Linked DNA regions of Mus musculus: regions 2 and 3 are each linked to region 1. Evidence: chromatin contacts called from public HiChIP or PLAC-seq data. All regions are on one chromosome and are shown on one strand. The core of a region is the stretch at or near the end of the contact, and the rest is flanking DNA. Distances in the headings are between cores, read along the strand shown.

Evidence for each region. HiChIP or PLAC-seq counts read pairs in DNA pulled down with a chosen protein or histone mark.
Region 2: a contact with region 1 is called in a CTCF HiChIP or PLAC-seq map of the NIH/3T3 cell line, with 12 read pairs. The contact joins the enhancer-like site here to the promoter of Vdac3 in region 1. A contact is called at or near these places in 2 of 39 promoter capture datasets (the 3T3-L1 cell line and macrophages), 2 of 15 datasets of contacts at CTCF or cohesin (the NIH/3T3 cell line and pro-B cells), 6 of 484 Hi-C or Micro-C datasets (CD8 T cells, the HPC-5 cell line, cortical neurons and 3 more), 6 of 115 datasets of contacts at active chromatin or transcription factors (the 230-238 cell line, the NIH/3T3 cell line, bone marrow-derived macrophages and 3 more) and 2 of 9 other capture datasets (liver and macrophages).
Region 3: an H3K27ac HiChIP or PLAC-seq map of embryonic stem cells shows a contact between it and region 1, with 12 read pairs. The contact joins the enhancer-like site here to the promoter of Vdac3 in region 1. A contact is called at or near these places in 3 of 39 promoter capture datasets (embryonic stem cells and macrophages), 1 of 15 datasets of contacts at CTCF or cohesin (the NIH/3T3 cell line), 10 of 484 Hi-C or Micro-C datasets (the 63-12 cell line, bone marrow-derived macrophages, brown adipocytes and 4 more), 41 of 115 datasets of contacts at active chromatin or transcription factors (the 230-238 cell line, DN3 thymocytes, the HPC-7 cell line and 26 more) and 4 of 9 other capture datasets (adipose tissue, liver, macrophages and 1 more).

Annotation. Positions count from the first base shown.
Region 1 is chr8:22,592,519-22,595,095 of GRCm38.p6, reverse strand. It overlaps Vdac3 (voltage-dependent anion channel 3), which reads left to right and starts at 1,283. Exons shown (of 9, transcript NM_011696.2): 1 at 1,283-1,412.
Region 2 is chr8:22,784,612-22,787,188 of GRCm38.p6, reverse strand. No RefSeq gene overlaps it. Among named protein-coding and RNA genes, the nearest start is that of Ap3m2, 20 kb to the left of the region's middle. Within about 2 kb of position 1,303, at least 95 of the 459 cell types and tissues checked have an H3K27ac peak or open chromatin away from gene starts, as enhancers often do. A contact at or near this core is called in CD8 T cells, the NIH/3T3 cell line, effector CD8 T cells and 2 more, where this site is marked.
Region 3 is chr8:22,433,340-22,435,916 of GRCm38.p6, reverse strand. No RefSeq gene overlaps it. Among named protein-coding and RNA genes, the nearest start is that of Gm39140, 20 kb to the left of the region's middle. Within about 2 kb of position 1,301, at least 148 of the 459 cell types and tissues checked have an H3K27ac peak or open chromatin away from gene starts, as enhancers often do. A contact at or near this core is called in the 63-12 cell line, DN3 thymocytes, the HPC-7 cell line and 11 more, where this site is marked.

The DNA.
Region 1 (2,577 bases), core at 34-2,533:
GAGAAATAAAGAAGGCATGGAGTCAGGTGGTTGGGGGAATCTGGGAGGAGCTGGGGGTGGGGAAACATGACCGGGATATAGTGTATGAAAAATTATTTTCAATAAAAAGAGTTAGCGGTAGAAACATCAACAAATATTTCCAAAAAGGCCATTTGTACATAACCAAGGCACAGTACCCTCAGATTCTACGTTGCTCTAGTACTAGTGTACTAGTGTAGTTTACTCAAATCTCCTCAGTTGCTTGGTTGTGTTCAATAGCCCTTTTGTTTTATCCACAGTCCAACTGAGACTCACAAAAACACTTTAGCATTACATCTTTTTGTTCTTAAACCCTTTTCTTCATCTTTCATGACATTGAAGATTGAGCAGTTGCTTCGCAGAACGTCCCTTAATTTGGATTTGCTTTCTCGCCCATAGACAAATTACATGCTTTGTTAAGAATACTGACTCGTGGGCTGGAGAGATGGCTCAGCCGTTAAAGGCTAGGTTCACAACCAAGAATATAAGAATATCGACTTGTGTCCCTTTCTGTGAATGACAGGGCACCTGAAGTTAGCTTTAGTCACTTGGTGAAGGCGATTTTCTGGCTGTGAAGGTCCTTTCCTCTTCAGTAAATAATCCGCGGAGTGAGTGAGTCCTGGGAACCATCGGGATCTCCTTAACCGTTTGCTGGGGAATCGGTTGTCACTAAGGTGGCTCTAAAGCAGTGGTGTGTTCCTTGCACAATTCCTGCGACATTGATTTCTCTTCTAAGAAGAGCTCTCTCTCCATCCTCTCTCTCTCTTGAATTAACTTGCATGCTCTAGAAGCCCGCAGTCGCCTAACCTCTAGGGCCTGGGTTTTCTCTCATCGTTCCAACTGAGAAGACTCACATTTTAAAATTACAGTTGACCTGGGACGAAGTTCCCATAAAGACCTGCAAGTCATCCACCATAGAGAGGGTGGCAGGGTCTGGGAGCGACACTCTGGCTGGCAGCTCGCGTCCGCAGAGCCCGCCCTGGGTCTCTGCTGGCGCCCTGCCCGCCCGCGCCCCTTCAGGGGACAGTAGCTACGGCTTTGGCACATTCTCGCGAGAGCCGCGCCTCCCGGCCCAGCAAAGGTCCTCAAAGGCCTTTCGGCCATTTCCACACCACCCCGCGCCGGTCACCCGCCAGCAGGGCCCCCACTGCGCCCGCGCACTCGCCCGCGCACGCGCAGCCGGACAGTTGGCCTAGGCGCCCGCCGCGGGGCCCCTTGCACGTCTGGTCTGAGGCGCGGCGCCGCGCCGCGCGCACTCGCGCTGGGGGACGACGGGCGCGCAGGCGCACAGGCGCGGCGGGGGAGCGAGGTCGCGCAGGCGCAGACGGCGTTGGTTCGAGAAGACCTTCAGCGTTGCCTTGGTGGAGCGGGACGGGCCCACCCTCGGGTTGTAGGTGAGGCGACCGCTGCCGCGGGCCGGGTGGGCGGATGGCCGGCGGGCCTGAGGAGCCGGCCGAGGCCACGGAGGAGGAGCTGAGGGGCGCCGACCTAGGGCGAGGCGAGGCAGGGGAGACTCCGCTGCCCGGACCCTGTTGGTCGCCTGAGGGCGGGAGTCGCCGCCCTGGGCCGGCCGCGACCTTCCGCCGCACCCGGCGTGCGCACTGGCGGTCTGCCCGGGGCCAGGCTGGAAGGCGGGCGGTTTCTAGAGAGGACGAGTCCCGGAACCCCAAACCTACACCCGACCCTGTCCTCACCCCGCTGTCTGGTGTGTCCAGCACTTGTCAGGCGTGTCTTGCACTCCCGACGGCCGAAGGGTGGATGCTCTTCATGCATCTTAAAAAGCAGAAACAAGGAACAAAAGAGAAGCTGTCTCCTCTAGTTAGTGCCTTTTGTCGTCCTCTCAGGCTCTAATGCAGCCTCAGGGCATGGTGCATAGCTGTCTTGTAGCGCTAAGATGATTGTGAGGTTGTAGCTTGACTCTCGAGTAACATGGAGTCCGGGTTTTCTCGATTTTTTTGCTTGATCATACCAGCAGTGCATTTCCCATTAGAATCATGGGTCCGAGTAAGGGACAGTTTGGGCATGAACGACTTCAGTTATCCACTTGACTTTTGCAAAGTGATGATTTTTGAGAAACAGTGGATCAAAAACGCTAAACGCAGCTTGTAAATAGCACTTAGACATTTCGACCACCTTGGTTTATTTTCTCCCTGATCAGTATGAAAACCTAAAACTGTATAAACGTTTCTGTCTGAATACGTAAGACCTGTGTTTCCTCCCTCCTAGAATGATGGCAAAAGATTTACATTACTACCGGGACTGTAAAATTACCCTGCTAGTGGACTCCAAACTCTGTAACATAGAGCAGAATTTTATTATAGATTGATGTAGAACATCAATACCACTCATTTGCCTTGACTCCTTAACTTTTCCTTTTGATTGATGCCTTGGATAAAACCCGTGGCATCAATTATAGATCCTCTTCTATGTAAGATAAGTGCTTTACCCATACGCCATCCCCATTTCTCTATAAATTTTGGGTGTGTGTGTGAACTTGTTTATGTGGTGTATGTACACGTTTGTGTGCACATCCGTATGCATGTGGAGTCCAGTGGTTGA
Region 2 (2,577 bases), core at 54-2,553, 190 kb before region 1:
TCTCCAGGTTGTAAAAGGCAAAGCCATTAAAGCCCCAGGTGCCCATGCCAGTCCTTTCCTGTGTGCCACACGGGCAGAGGGTGGAGCTGCCAGTTCCCAAGTGTCTCTTGTAGAGGTTTTTCTGAGGGAGATGGGCATCTTACTTACTTTTCCATTGCTGGGACAAAACACCTCGACCAAGGCAACTCATTAAAGAAGGTGTTTAATTGGGCTTACAGTTCCACAGGGTTAGAGTCCGTGATGCCGGAGCAAAGGCAAGATGGCAGGTATGATGAGAGCTCACCACTTGACCCACAAGTAGGGGGCAGAGAGCAGAGTGGGAATGACATGGGCTTTTGGGCCTCAGGGCTCACCCCCCAGCGACACACCTACTCCCATAAGACCACACTTTCTAATCCTTTTCAACTGGACCAAGAATCCAAACACAGAGCCTATAAAGAGTGAGTCTCATTCCAAGCACCAGGTGGAGTCTAATGCTGCCAGTTGATACGAGTAGTCACTGATAACTCTCTAAACCAATTTTCTAGACATCTATAGCAGGACTTTCTGGACCTGCCAGAGATTAAATGACGTAGGGACTTACTGATTTCTAGTATAGCTTACGCTTTTAGCTTGGGCTATCTCCCATCTAGCTCATTCAACTTAACCTTATCCTAGCCCACGACACACCATGTGATTAGTTCTTTGCCGCTCTCTCTGTCCCAGTTTGTCCAACCACCTTCTCGGTACCTACAACCACTTCCTTATCTGGTGGTGAATCCCCGCCTCTGATTCTTTTCCCAGAGACCCTCTCTCAGCCTGCCTTCCCTTTCCTGCCTAGCTACTGGCTGTCAGATCTTTATTAAGCCAATCAATGGGTGAGGAAGGAGGGGTATTTACAAAGTACCGAGGCAGATGATGAGGCCTAAGAATAACACCACCAAAGTCAGGCCAGCTCTCAGCTGGTACAGTGATCAGCAATTGTATATACAGAGTCAGCTTTCACACGGTGCACCCCAACAGATGTCTGTTCACTACCTGGAAGTGTGTTGTGCTTGTTAAGAGCTCAGTTTTGGGGCTGGAGAGATGGCTCAGAGGTAAAGAGCACTGGCTGTTCTCCCAGAGGATCAGGGTTCAATTCCCAGCACCCACGTGGAAGCTCACATCTGTAACTCCAGTTCCAGAGACTGCAACTGCTTCACACAGCCAAAACACCATTGAACATTTTTTTTTAAAGTTCAGTTTCTGTTTCTCTTAGACACTACATATGTATGTCTCTATTGGGAGACAGGTTCTATATACCACAGCCTTCATGATGAAATGAAAGGACAGCCTGTGGGGGTAGGGTGGGTGTCACTTCTCTGTTTCCTTTATGTGACTCCAGAGGACTCAAGTCATCAGGTTTGGCTGTAAGTGGCTTCACTCATGGATCCAGGTTGGTTTATTTGGGTTTTTTTGCCCACTTCTCACACATGTCTCTAGTACAGTGCCCTCCCTTTTCCCTAGCAACTTTGCAAATATTAAATGGAAAACCCCAGGAAAGGGCAACCTTTCAGGTTGTGTATTATTCTGAGCAGCGTGATGAAGTCTTTCACTGACTTGCCATCCCACCCTGGCAGGCCCCATCTTTCCCTGGACACAGATCACACCTTGCCCCTGGTCTCGCTGGCCACTAAGGACCGGCCAGTCTCCACTCTTAACAATGGCCATAGTATCTGGTCTCTTTGTGCTCAGGTAACCGCTATTTTATTTAGTAGCCCTACTTCACAAGTAAATGCGGGGGGGGGGGGGTTCGGGGGGGGGTTGGATAGGCCAGTGAAAAAATAAGAAGACTGAAAGAAAATGCTTCCTCTCAATGAGAAATTCAAAGTTCCCAATAAGAACAAAAATCCCACGTGAATGCCTCAGTAAGGACAATACTTGTAACTGAAATTGTAAAGCACTTAAAAAAACATATGCAAAAAACAAAACTCCCACTGGGATCTTGGAATGGGTTCTGTACAGATCAGGGCTGACTGCTGTATCCCTTCCCTCGGTCTTGTTTTAGAGGGATTGGGCCTGGGAGCAGGAAACGTCATCAACTTATATTTTCTTCTATGCCAGTAGGTGGTGACTAGGTGCCATCAAAACTGGTTGTGATTGTTAATGGCTTTAAAAAGGGACTTGATGAGAAGCCCAAGGGATCTGAAACACTAAAGATTGTGTGCTCAGCTTTTGTATACGGAATTGAAGTCTATTAGACCTTGCCATGCACAGACCTGGGCTCTGTGCTCCTCTGGTCTCTGACAACCAAAACCCACCATGCAGTTATCTGGGATCATAGTTGCTCTTTGGGTCTGCTATCCTCTTGTATTACCAACCAGGAATAATGAGGTAGCATTGACTTCCCCTTGACTGGTCCCCTTCTGGTGAATTCCAGACTTCGCACCCTGCATTTCCTAACCAACTCTGGGCAGGGATGAGCTCGCCTGACCCTTTAATATGATTCATATGACCGTCCAGTTGGACACTTCCCTGCAAGAATGAGCAATTGTCTTCATCTGTGTATGGTTTCCAGGACTCCCCTCAGGAATGTTGGGGCCTTTTGACTTTGTATTC
Region 3 (2,577 bases), core at 52-2,551, 160 kb after region 1:
GTCTTTGAGTCACTTCTGCTCCTGCAAGTAACCCCTCACCTATATCCCTGGAAATAACCCAAACACAACTCATAAGTTTACCAAGTTGGACGTTGACAGTATCTGTACGTTGGTCTGTCATGGGCTCCCAATCTACTCCCAGTGGGTGAGTAGATGGGTGTGTTGTATCTCTCTGGGGACAATCTTGTCACATAACAGGAGTAGCAGAGTCACACACACGTATTCCCATGATCTATTACAGACAGGTGTTTTTGTGGAGAGTCACGAACTTGTATTTCTTCTATCAGGTAGTTCTGTATATGCTGGTGCACACACATGCATTTCCTATCCCTGTCATAACTGGAAAGCTGTGTGTAGTAGTTTTTCTCATACACATCTTCCCTAGATCTGTTGTAATTAGGGTTATATGTATAGACACACACACACACACACACACACACACACACACACACACACACAAACACACTATATATATATATATATATGTATATATATATATATATATATATATATCCCTGTTATAGTTAGATGTGGTGATTTAAATGAAAAGGCCTTCATAAGCTCATATATTTGAGTATTTGGTTCCCAATTAGTGAACACCTTTGGGAACCATTAGGAGGTGTGGCCTTGTTGGAGGAGGTGTGTCCTTGGGGCTGGGGGCTTTGAGGTTCAAAAAAAAAAAAAAAAAAGCCCACACCAGGTCCAGTCTCCCTCTCTTTCACAAACTCCACCATACCTAGGCCTAGGACTCCATGGGGTGGTGTTGGGACATAGAATACATGTGAATAGGCATGCCCAGGTTACCACATAGCAGCTCTGGGAAATGGAAGGCATGCAAACAGGCATGACCAAGCTTGCCTCCTGGTGTCAGTGGGACAGGGACTGAGTCCAAAGAGGTTGAACCAGGTTGCCATGGGCACTGCTGGGACACCATACATGTGAGACTAGGAGAGATCATGCTACCACATGGTGGCTCTGGGTCACAGCAGAACTGTGAACTATGTGGCCGGGCCACCACTTGGAGGTCCTGGGACACGGCAAGCATGTGGACATGTTCAGACATGTACCATTGCTCAGACATGGTGAGCATGCAAACAGGCATGCCCAGGCTGTCGTGTGGTGGTGGTCGGACTTGGCAAGTGTGCCAACAGGTGTGCTCAGGCTAGGAGGCAGTAGCACTGGAACATAGCAGGCACGGCAGCAGGTGTGAACCAATGTTCCCAGACAAATAAAGGCATGCCCAGGCTCCTAAGTGTTGGTGCTGGGACAGGTTTGCAGGCAAACAGGCAATACTCCACCAAGTGGCAAATCTGGGACATGGCAGGCATTTAGTAAATGTCTCTGACAAGTCTGCCACATGGCAGCCCTGGGATGTGATAGGCCACCATGTGGCAGCCGCCCAGACCACTAGGTAGCAATGCGGGGGACATGGTATGTGTGTGAACAGGAGAGCTCAGGATGTCACGCAATGGCGTAGAGACACAGAATGTATATACCCTACAGCTGCCTAGAGATGTGGCAGGTGAGAATAGGCATGCCTGGCCACCACTTGGCAGCACTGGCATATGGTAGGTGTGCAAATGCATGTGTCCAAGCCACTCCACAATGGTGCTGGGATATGGTGCAGATGTGTCCTGGCTGCTGGCTGGCAAGGCTAAGACATAGTAGGTGTGCTAGCAGGTATGATCTGGCTAGTGATTTGAGGCTCTGGGACACAATATATGTGCAGACAGGTGAGCATGGGCTCATGTGTTGGCACTGGAACATAGCAGGCATGTGAACGGGCATGTCCAGGCAGTGCTGGAACATGACATACATATGAACTGGCATGCCCAGGCAGTGCTGGAACATGACATACATATGAACTGGCATGCTCAGGCAGTGCTGGAACATAACATACATATGAACTGGCATGCCCAGGCAGTGCTGGAACATAACATACATATGAACTGGCATGCCCAGGCAGTGCTGAAACATGACATACATATGAACTGGCATGCCCAGGCAGTGCTGGAACATGATATACATATGAACTACCATGTCCAAGCAGCCATGTGAAAAGGTGTGCCAAGTCTGCCACATGGAGGTCCTGGAACATGGTAAGCAGGCAAAGAAGTGTGCACAAACCATAACTTGGCAGCCCCGGGACATAGTAGGTGTGTGAATCGGTAGGTATTCTCAGGCAGTCACATGCTGGTACTAGGACACAGAAATCATGCAAACTGGTGTGCCCTGGCAGCTATGTGTCATGGCTGGGACACGGCATGCATACAAGCAGGCACACCCAAGCCACTGCTTGGCAGTGCTTGAACACAGTTGCATGCACACAGGTGAAACCAGCCTGCATTGTGGTGGTGTTGGGATATGGTACATATGTGAACAGGCATGTCCAGGCTGCCATGTAGTGGCCCTGGGACACAGCAAGCATCTGATACCCCTGGGCATTTAACTGTCATGCCCAGGAGATGACATAATGGTGGTGTGACCTGGCAAGTGTGTAAGCAGGCTTGCTGAAGCCACCACATGGTGGCACTAGGGCATGGTAAGCAAATGAATAGATGTGCCCAGGCCACCATG